Linked DNA regions of Sus scrofa: regions 1 and 2 are each linked to region 3. The links are chromatin contacts, called in public HiChIP or PLAC-seq maps. All regions are on one chromosome and are shown on one strand. Each heading gives the region's core, a stretch centred on a gene start, on an enhancer-like site or on the middle of the called end of the contact. The rest is flanking DNA. Distances are from core to core; before and after follow the strand shown.

Region 1 (2,700 bases), core at 22-2,521, 260 kb before region 3:
AAGCGCTTGTCAGACTGGATGAAATATATTAGGATTCAGACTGGCTGGAACCACCTGTACTTCACTTTACGGTTCATGATCACTATCTCTGAGCTTTGACACTAAGGAACACATTCCAGTGTCTTCAACCATTGTTCATAGTCTCTAGACCCTCTCCAAACCTGATTACTCTGTTCTGGACACGCACGTAGACACAAACCTGGAAATTTTCACTACCTCCTTAAGAAGAAAAGAGGTAGCAGTAACAAAAGACTAAAGCATGACACATACAAATTATAGTCAGGCTCTGTTTTTAAACACTTTACATGAACGATCTAATTTGATCTTCAACAGCCGTATGAGGAAGTATTATCAGCATTTTATAAATGAAGAGACCGAGGCACAGTGGTCAAAGAACTTGCCCAAGGCCAGGCTCCAAGGTCCCAATTCTTAACCACTGTCTACACTGCTTCAAAGAACTGTGGGATTATCACCTGCTTGGATCTAAATTCTCTACCTCCACTAATACGTGCGTTCTGTTGTCCTGCTGTACCAAATGCCCTCATCAAGGAACACTGCTGGCACTTTGTTTACATCTGACATCACCCTACTGATCATCCCTCTGTGAGTATAACCAGACAAAAGCGCACTTGCCTATACTGCTGTGCAACCCACATTTGTCCATCTTTTTGTTTTTGGTCTTTTTTGGGCCACACCCTCAACATACGGAAGTTTCCGGGCTAGGGATCAATTTGGAGCTGCAGCTGCCGGCCTACATCAAAGCCGAAGCAACACAGGATCTGAGCTGTGTCTTCGACCTACACCGCAACTCACAGCAACACTGGATCCTTAATCCAGTGATCAAGGCCAGGGATCAAACCAGAGTACTCATGGATACTAGTCGGGTTCATTACCGCTGAGCCAACAGGAACTCCAACACATCTGTCCATCTTGAGTAGAACACATAGCACTTTGTTATATATTCTGCCAGAGCAGATGTGTCCTATCTATGGCATGTCCAGATACACTTGTTCAGTAACTATGGAAAAAGAAACGAGGTCAACTGAAGATGAGTAATACTAGATACTGATCTCCACTTTTTCTAAGTGACTCCAATCCATCTTTTTGAAAATGTGATTTAATAATCTGTTAAACATCAACATATGCTCTGCATTTAAGGTTTCCAGACTCTGCCGTCTCCCCTGTTTTGAAAATCAAGTTGTTTGGCATACTTCCTCCTCTCCATGGGTTTCTCAAGATCACCCCCAAGTGGTTTTATCATCACACTGGCATGGTTTTTCGAAATCCCCAAGAACTCAAGTCACTAAAGGCAGCTGGGATTTAGAGAGGTAAGTTTAAGGAGGAGGCCAAAGCAGGCTTGCTTTGCCTGGGAAGGTGGGTGGGTGTACAGTGTCAAACAGACGGCAAGAATGATGAGGCATGGTGTGAGCAATACTTGGTCCTAGAACAGATACTGCAGTTCTTGGTCCTCTAAGAAGGTGACATTGCCCTCCTGCATTATGTGACATCCCAACAGACACTCCAGAAGATGGACTCTCCCAGAACTGGCTGCCCCTGGTGAGACATGCTGAAACTTCCCCACTTCCATCCAACAAGAAAGGTTCTAGCACTCAGAGTGTGCCTTGTGACCTCACCATTCCTAACCAGCACGTTCAACACCAACCTAAGTGTGAGCAGAAATTTACCATCATTTCACAGAGCATGCAAAATTCTGCCAGGGTGCAACCACACACCAAAGATTCAACCACTGCACATCCCAGGACATAGCTGTTGGGTGTTACAATTAGAGAACAGCTGAGTTGTACCTGGTGAGGAGAAGAATTTGTACATCCAGAACCAGAAGGGCTTCAGGAAAAAAAGGTCCCCCAAATCAACAACTGTGAGGCAGCCTCGTGAAGAAAGCTTGCTTAGTTAATATTTGAAAACCACAAGCTTCCAAAGCAAATGAATTATTCCTTGAACTTTGATATTTTGGCACAGGGGCAGAGAAGCTTTTTAAAATCTCTTAAAAATCTCCTTTGAACAAAGAACCTCCTCTGGATTACTTCACACAGAAAAATCAACACTATGATAGGAATAATTGGAGCCACAAGGGAAAAATTACAACGCTTAAAGGCTACTTTCAAATGTAAACTAAATTAACTAGCTGTGAAATTTGGAGTGGATTATGTAAACTTGCTGAGGCTGTTTCTCGGTTTATAAAAGAGATAATAACGTTCTACCTCTCGGCATTCTTGTGACAAGTAAAATGAGGCTGTGGCTCCAAAGCATCTCGCTTAAATGTTCAGCTCTGTTACAACTATTAGGTGAAACCTGAATCAAAATTCAAATTTAATTACCCCTTTATATTTTAGACATCTTAGAGAGTTAATGTTTTCCCATTTTCATGACCTGAGGGGCCTTTTCCAAATACCCCAGTGTATTTAAGGCCTTTTCTGTCAATACCACAGGCTGTTTCCCAAAAGAAATAAGATCCCAAGGTGTTACCTATTATGCAGAAGCCCTTGATCAGTTCAACTCAAAGCAAGTGAGTTTAACAAGTAGCCTATGAGCACAGAAATACTGGTACTAGGAGTTCAAAGTGCAAGTAATCAAAAATTCTAAAACTATTTTAGGAGTTCCTGATGTGGGGCAGGGATTGGTGGAGTCGCTGCAGTGCTGGAACACAGGTCCAATCCCCAGGCCAGCACAGTGGGTTAG
Region 2 (2,700 bases), core at 11-2,510, 310 kb before region 3:
GGGAGATTTGTGATTTGCCTAAAATTTCATACACAGCAGAGTTAGTCCTGGGCCTAGACAGAGATGCTTTTCAGGACTTTTCCACTGTGAAGAGTCAATGGCCTCATAGATTTGAGCATATATGAAAGATAATCTAAAAAGTCTTCTAAAAATTTATGTAGTCTTCTAAGACAAAGGGCAGGCACAAAGGCATATATTCATTATAGATTCTAAACTCCGCAGGTTTTTTTTTTTTTTTTTTTGTAATTAGACCTCAACCAAATAAATAATAAATCTGTGAATACTATTTGGCTCCAATTCTTAAACTATATATATTTAGGCTTTAATATTAGAAAATCCATTAGATAATACACCACAAGACACCATAAACTCTTTATAAATAATTATCAAATCCAGATCTCTAAAATACAGAAAAAGAAGTTAAAGTGACCATCATGATAAGGAAAAAAACATTAACCTACAAAATCACTAAATAAATCAATTATGAATATGTGCTTATTCTTACTCAAAAAGAATCTATTAACTTGTTATCTGGCACTATCTAGAAATAAGACATTGTTGTACTAAAAAAAAGCTACCATATGAATTGTACATGGAATACAAGTTTTCAAAAATGAAAATACCACACAACACACAATATGACTATCCATTCAGCAAATGCTCAAGAAATCTGAGTTCTAATGCTTGCTCTGTCATTAACTTGTGTTCCAACCCCAGGACCTCAGTTTCCTACAGTGAAATAATTTATTCCATTTGCTTTTTCCATTAGTTAGAATTTACATATACCTAACAGCACTTAGGAAAACATAAAGCAATACATTAAAATGTAAAAAATTATTATACCAAATGTAATTTATTCTTCTTTGAAGACTCAATGAACTTTTTCTTTTTTTGCCTTTTTTAGTGCCACACCTGCAGCAACATATGGAGGTTCCCAGGTTAGGGGTCAAATCCGAGCTGTAGCTGCCGGCCTATACCACAGCCACAGCAACACGGGGCCCAAGCTGAGTCTTCGACCTACACCATAGCTCACAGCAACGCCGGATCCTTAACCCATTGAGCAAGGCATCCTCACAGACGACTGAACCTGCATCCTCATGGATACTAGTCAGATTTGTTTCCATTGAGCCATGACAGGAACTCCTCAACGAACTTTTGAAATGAGTGCCAAGAAGTTAAGAAATGAATTTTTATGATTATTTTTAAGGCATGATGGACCTTGTGATTAAACTGGCAAATTAGCTGGCAAATCTATGAAGAAACTATAGGGAAGTTCTACATGTTTCTAAATGCTGATAATGGCAAATGAAAGCAGGAAGTAGTGCATGCATAATGAGTCTTAAAAGCACAGAGTAAACTTTCTGTTCCATGTATCAAATCTCTAAAAACAAAAGCAACCTAGAGTATACACATGATTTTATTCTACTACCTTATATAGTCAATTTAATGCAAGACTGAAATTCGGTGAACATGTAGTATTTAGCTCAGATTTTATAAAAGGAAGTGACCTGGGGGCAAATCAAGAAATGATACTTTTTTATTATGAAACAGACAAACTGTCTTTTTCTAAATACTTCAAACTCAAATAAAGGTCTTTACATCTACTAGAACTTTCCATAAAAGTCCATAATAACCTTATGGATCTTCGAGGGCAATGCAGCCCACTGAAATACTCATAATTCAATTCTTCTCTGACTCAATCTGGAGAGCTCCTGAATGCTTTCCTCTCAACCAATCTAACTAGCAGTAATTTTTTTTTGTTGTCGTTATTTAACAATAATTAAACTAAATAGGCAGAATTCATACAACTGTATTTATTTGAAGAAGAAAAAATGGCTAGAATAACATCCACTTAATTTCAATGTATTGTTGAGGAAATTTTATTTTTTTAAATGATTTTTATTTTTTCCACCATAACTGGTTTACAGTGTTCAGTCAATTTTCTACTATACAGCAAAGTGATCCAGTCACACATACATATATACATTCTTTTTCTCACATTATCATGCTCCATCATAAGTGACTAGATATAGTTCCCAGTGCTATACAGCAGGATCTTATTGCTTATCCACTCCAAATGCAATAGTTTACATCTAATTATCCCCAATTCCCAGTCCATCCCACTCCCTCCCCCGCCTGTTGAGGAAATTTTAGATTACCTTTGATGCCTTAACCTTTAAATCGTTCTTTCTTTCTTTGGGTCTTTTCTAGAGCCGCACCTGCAGCACATGGAGGTTCCCAGGCTAGGGATCGAACCAGAGCTGGAGACGCTGGCCTATGCCACAGTCACAGCAACGCCAGATCCGAGCTGCGTCTGCCACCTACACCACAGTTCATGGCAATGTGGGATCCTTAACACACTCAGCAAGGCCAGGGATCGAACCCGAAACCTCGTGGTTCCTAGTCGGATTCGTTTCTACTGTGCCACGACAGGAAATCCTAAATCATTGTTTATTTTAAATTGCTATTATGTGCCGTGGTCACAATTCCATAGTCAAATTCTGGTTAGCAAATGAAAGCACCCCTTATAAAACAGCTCCTTGAACTGAGTATATGCTGGCCTATTTTGCTCATATATAAGAAAGAAAGGTCTTGCTGAAGTAAACATACTTGCCTCGTGGTCTACTTGGGCTGTCAGAAGAAGCTCATGTGGACATCTGTTGGTCTCCTCCATGCCTTGGTTATTTAACGATGTATGAT
Region 3 (2,700 bases), core at 72-2,571:
TCCATATGCTGCAAAAAGAAAAAAAAGAAGACTCAAAACTCATGTTCTTAGGTGTGTAAATGGTAGCATTCTCTTTTCACTTATTAGAATATTTTATATTTCACTTAGGTGAAAGAGAAAGACAAATACAAGTATAATATCACTTACATATGGAACAAAAAATACAACAAACTAATGATTATAACAAAAAAGAAATAGACTACAGATATAGAGAACAAATTAGTGGTTTACCAGTGGGGAGAGAAAAGGGGGAGGGGCAATATCAGGGTGGGGAACTAAGGTACAAATTATTATGTATAATATAAGCAACAAACATATATTGGATAACATACTACCTTACCATTTTATAATAACTATAAATGGAATATAACATTTAAACATTGTGAATCACTATATTGTACACTTGTAACTTGTATATTATACATCAACTATACTTCAATAACAATTTAAAAAAAGAATATTTTGTATTTATATATAGATGCTCTTGTAAGAACCAAGACTAATATCCATGTCTTTAGTTATCTGCTACCTCTATATAACAGAAAGGGAAGAAGCATTGCCCTCGGTTTCCTCTGAGAAACTTAAAGGATACTGCTAAAATTATTTTAGAAGCTTTAAAAATGGGTGGTCAGGAGTTCCCGTCGTGGCGCAGTGGTTAACAAATCCGACTAGGAACCATGAGGTTGCGGGTTCGGTCCCTGCCCTTGCTCAGTGGGTTAAGGATCCGGCGTTGCCGTGAGCTGTGGTGTAGGTTGCAGATGCGGCTCGGATCCCGCGTTGCTGTGGCTCTGGCGTAGGTCGGTGGCTACAGCTCCGATTTGACCCCTAGCCTAGGAACCGCCATATGCCGCGGGAGCAGGCCCAAAAAATAGCAACAACAACAACAAAAGACAAAAAGACAAAAAAAAAAAAAAAAAAAAAATGGGTGGTCAATACTATTTTAAATATGGAAAATTAAAATCAAGAGTCATTATAATCTGGCAATTTAAGGACACAACTTTGGGCTTTGAATCATGAGACAAGTTAACAGAGAATGCAATGGTCTAGAAAGTAGACAATAAAATGGAAGCTATTTTTACATTTTAGATAATGCCCTCTAGAAGTATTTTGCTTTGATGTTTAAATAACTCCCTGATTTTCCAGCTTATTAGTAATTTATTATTTTTTCTGATTATAAAAGTAGTGCATATTCATTAAACATTTAGAAAATACACTAGTGTGATAATTTGGCTTGAGTGAGAGCTCAGTTAACCTGCACAGAGATAACCGTGTGGTGTGAGACAACATTGCCCCCTAGAGGTCTGTGGTGTGCGGCCGAGAATGCCCAGCAGCTTCTCTCTGGTCTCAAGACTAGTGGGTGCTGAAGCCTGTCTGATTTCAACTGGAGTAAGGAGTCCTGTGGGCGGGAACTTTGTCCCTGGTCTACAGTGTGCTTGACTCAGGGACAGACCTGTCTGATAGCCTTAGGTTCCTCCTGGAGGCTGGAATGGAGGGAGAGTCATTGGCCCCTGAGAGAAAACAGTATGAGTGAGGATCAAGTCTGTAGTGTCAGCAAGATAGTGGTCAGAGGGAGCAGTATTAGGTTGTTCCCCTGAGGCCCATTCCTGCCTGTGAATGACAGGAGGAAAGGTGTCACCAGGAGCCACCAGAAAAGCAGCTGGAGATTGCCTGGTGACCAAGGTGAAAGCAGAGTCTTTGAGTTGCGGGTAGCGCAGCACAGTGGGCAACAGGGGGGCAGGAAGTAGAATCCTCAGACATTACAATAGAGGAACCTCATAAATACACGAAGCTGCTCTGACTTCATGGTTCTGCTCTTATAAGAAAAACCTAGAGGGAGAGGGTTCTCTGGACAAGACTAGATATTTATAGTTGATAGAAGAAGTAGGGCCTCTGAGCACTAGAATTTATGTAATTACTGTAAATTTAATATGTTTTTACTCATTGCTTGGTGATGTCAGGAGCCATCAAGTTTACACAGAAAAAGAAGGGAAAAAAAGCCTATCTATAAGCCAATCACAGCAAGAAAACCACTTTTTATCATTTTGGTATATTTCCTTCCAGTCTTATTCTTATGCGTATTTTATACTATGTATATAATTTCATTTTCTCCTTTCTCCTTTATAATATCAGCACTTCCCTTTGTTATTAAAAATGCTTTTAACACTGGAAAAACGGATAATTTTTTATGATCATAGCACCACATGGTCCAGTAATCCCATTCCCACATATTTACCCTCTAGAAATAAAAATTTATGTTCACACAAAATCCTGTACACAAATGTGTATAGTAACTCTATTCATCACCAAACACTGGAAACAAACCAAATGTCCCTCAATAGGTAAAATAAATAAACTATATAATATCAATGTATTGGAATACCACTCAGCAGTAAAAAAAAAGAACTACTGTTATGCACAGCAACACTAATGAACCTCAAAGACATGCTGAGTGAAAAGAAGCCAGTCCCAAAAGGCCAAAGTGCATGCCAATGATTCCTTTCACAAAACATTCCTGAAAAGATAAAACTATAAATACAGAAAACTATCCTAGTCGTCAGGCCCTGGGGGGAGGGGGCCAGCATGTGATGACAAAGGAATAGCACAGGGAGTTTTTTTTTGGGTGACAGAAGAGTTTCTTATCATGATTTTGGTGGTGGTTATACAAATCTACAAATCTACATGGATGCTGATATTCGTAGA

What was found. HiChIP or PLAC-seq counts read pairs in DNA pulled down with a chosen protein or histone mark.
Region 1: a contact with region 3 is called in an H3K27ac HiChIP or PLAC-seq map of alveolar macrophages. The contact joins two enhancer-like sites. A contact is called at or near these places in 2 of 47 Hi-C or Micro-C datasets (embryonic fibroblasts and skeletal muscle) and 1 of 2 datasets of contacts at active chromatin or transcription factors (alveolar macrophages).
Region 2: a contact with region 3 is called in an H3K27ac HiChIP or PLAC-seq map of alveolar macrophages. The contact joins two enhancer-like sites. A contact is called at or near these places in 13 of 47 Hi-C or Micro-C datasets (alveolar macrophages, blood, brain and 9 more) and 2 of 2 datasets of contacts at active chromatin or transcription factors (alveolar macrophages and skeletal muscle).

The regions. Positions count from the first base shown.
Region 1 is chr14:99,239,755-99,242,454 of Sscrofa11.1, forward strand. It overlaps a transcript of SGMS1 not described here. Among named protein-coding and RNA genes, the nearest start is that of SGMS1, 24 kb to the left of the region's middle. Within about 2 kb of position 1,272, at least 11 of the 83 cell types and tissues checked have an H3K27ac peak or open chromatin away from gene starts, as enhancers often do. A contact at or near this core is called in alveolar macrophages, where this site is marked.
Region 2 is chr14:99,190,516-99,193,215 of Sscrofa11.1, forward strand. All of the region lies in intron 1 of SGMS1 (sphingomyelin synthase 1), which reads right to left. Among named protein-coding and RNA genes, the nearest start is that of SGMS1, 25 kb to the right of the region's middle. Within about 2 kb of position 1,261, at least 1 of the 83 cell types and tissues checked has an H3K27ac peak or open chromatin away from gene starts, as enhancers often do. A contact at or near this core is called in alveolar macrophages, where this site is marked.
Region 3 is chr14:99,502,495-99,505,194 of Sscrofa11.1, forward strand. No RefSeq gene overlaps it. Among named protein-coding and RNA genes, the nearest start is that of MINPP1, 71 kb to the right of the region's middle. Within about 2 kb of position 1,322, at least 8 of the 83 cell types and tissues checked have an H3K27ac peak or open chromatin away from gene starts, as enhancers often do. A contact at or near this core is called in alveolar macrophages, where this site is marked.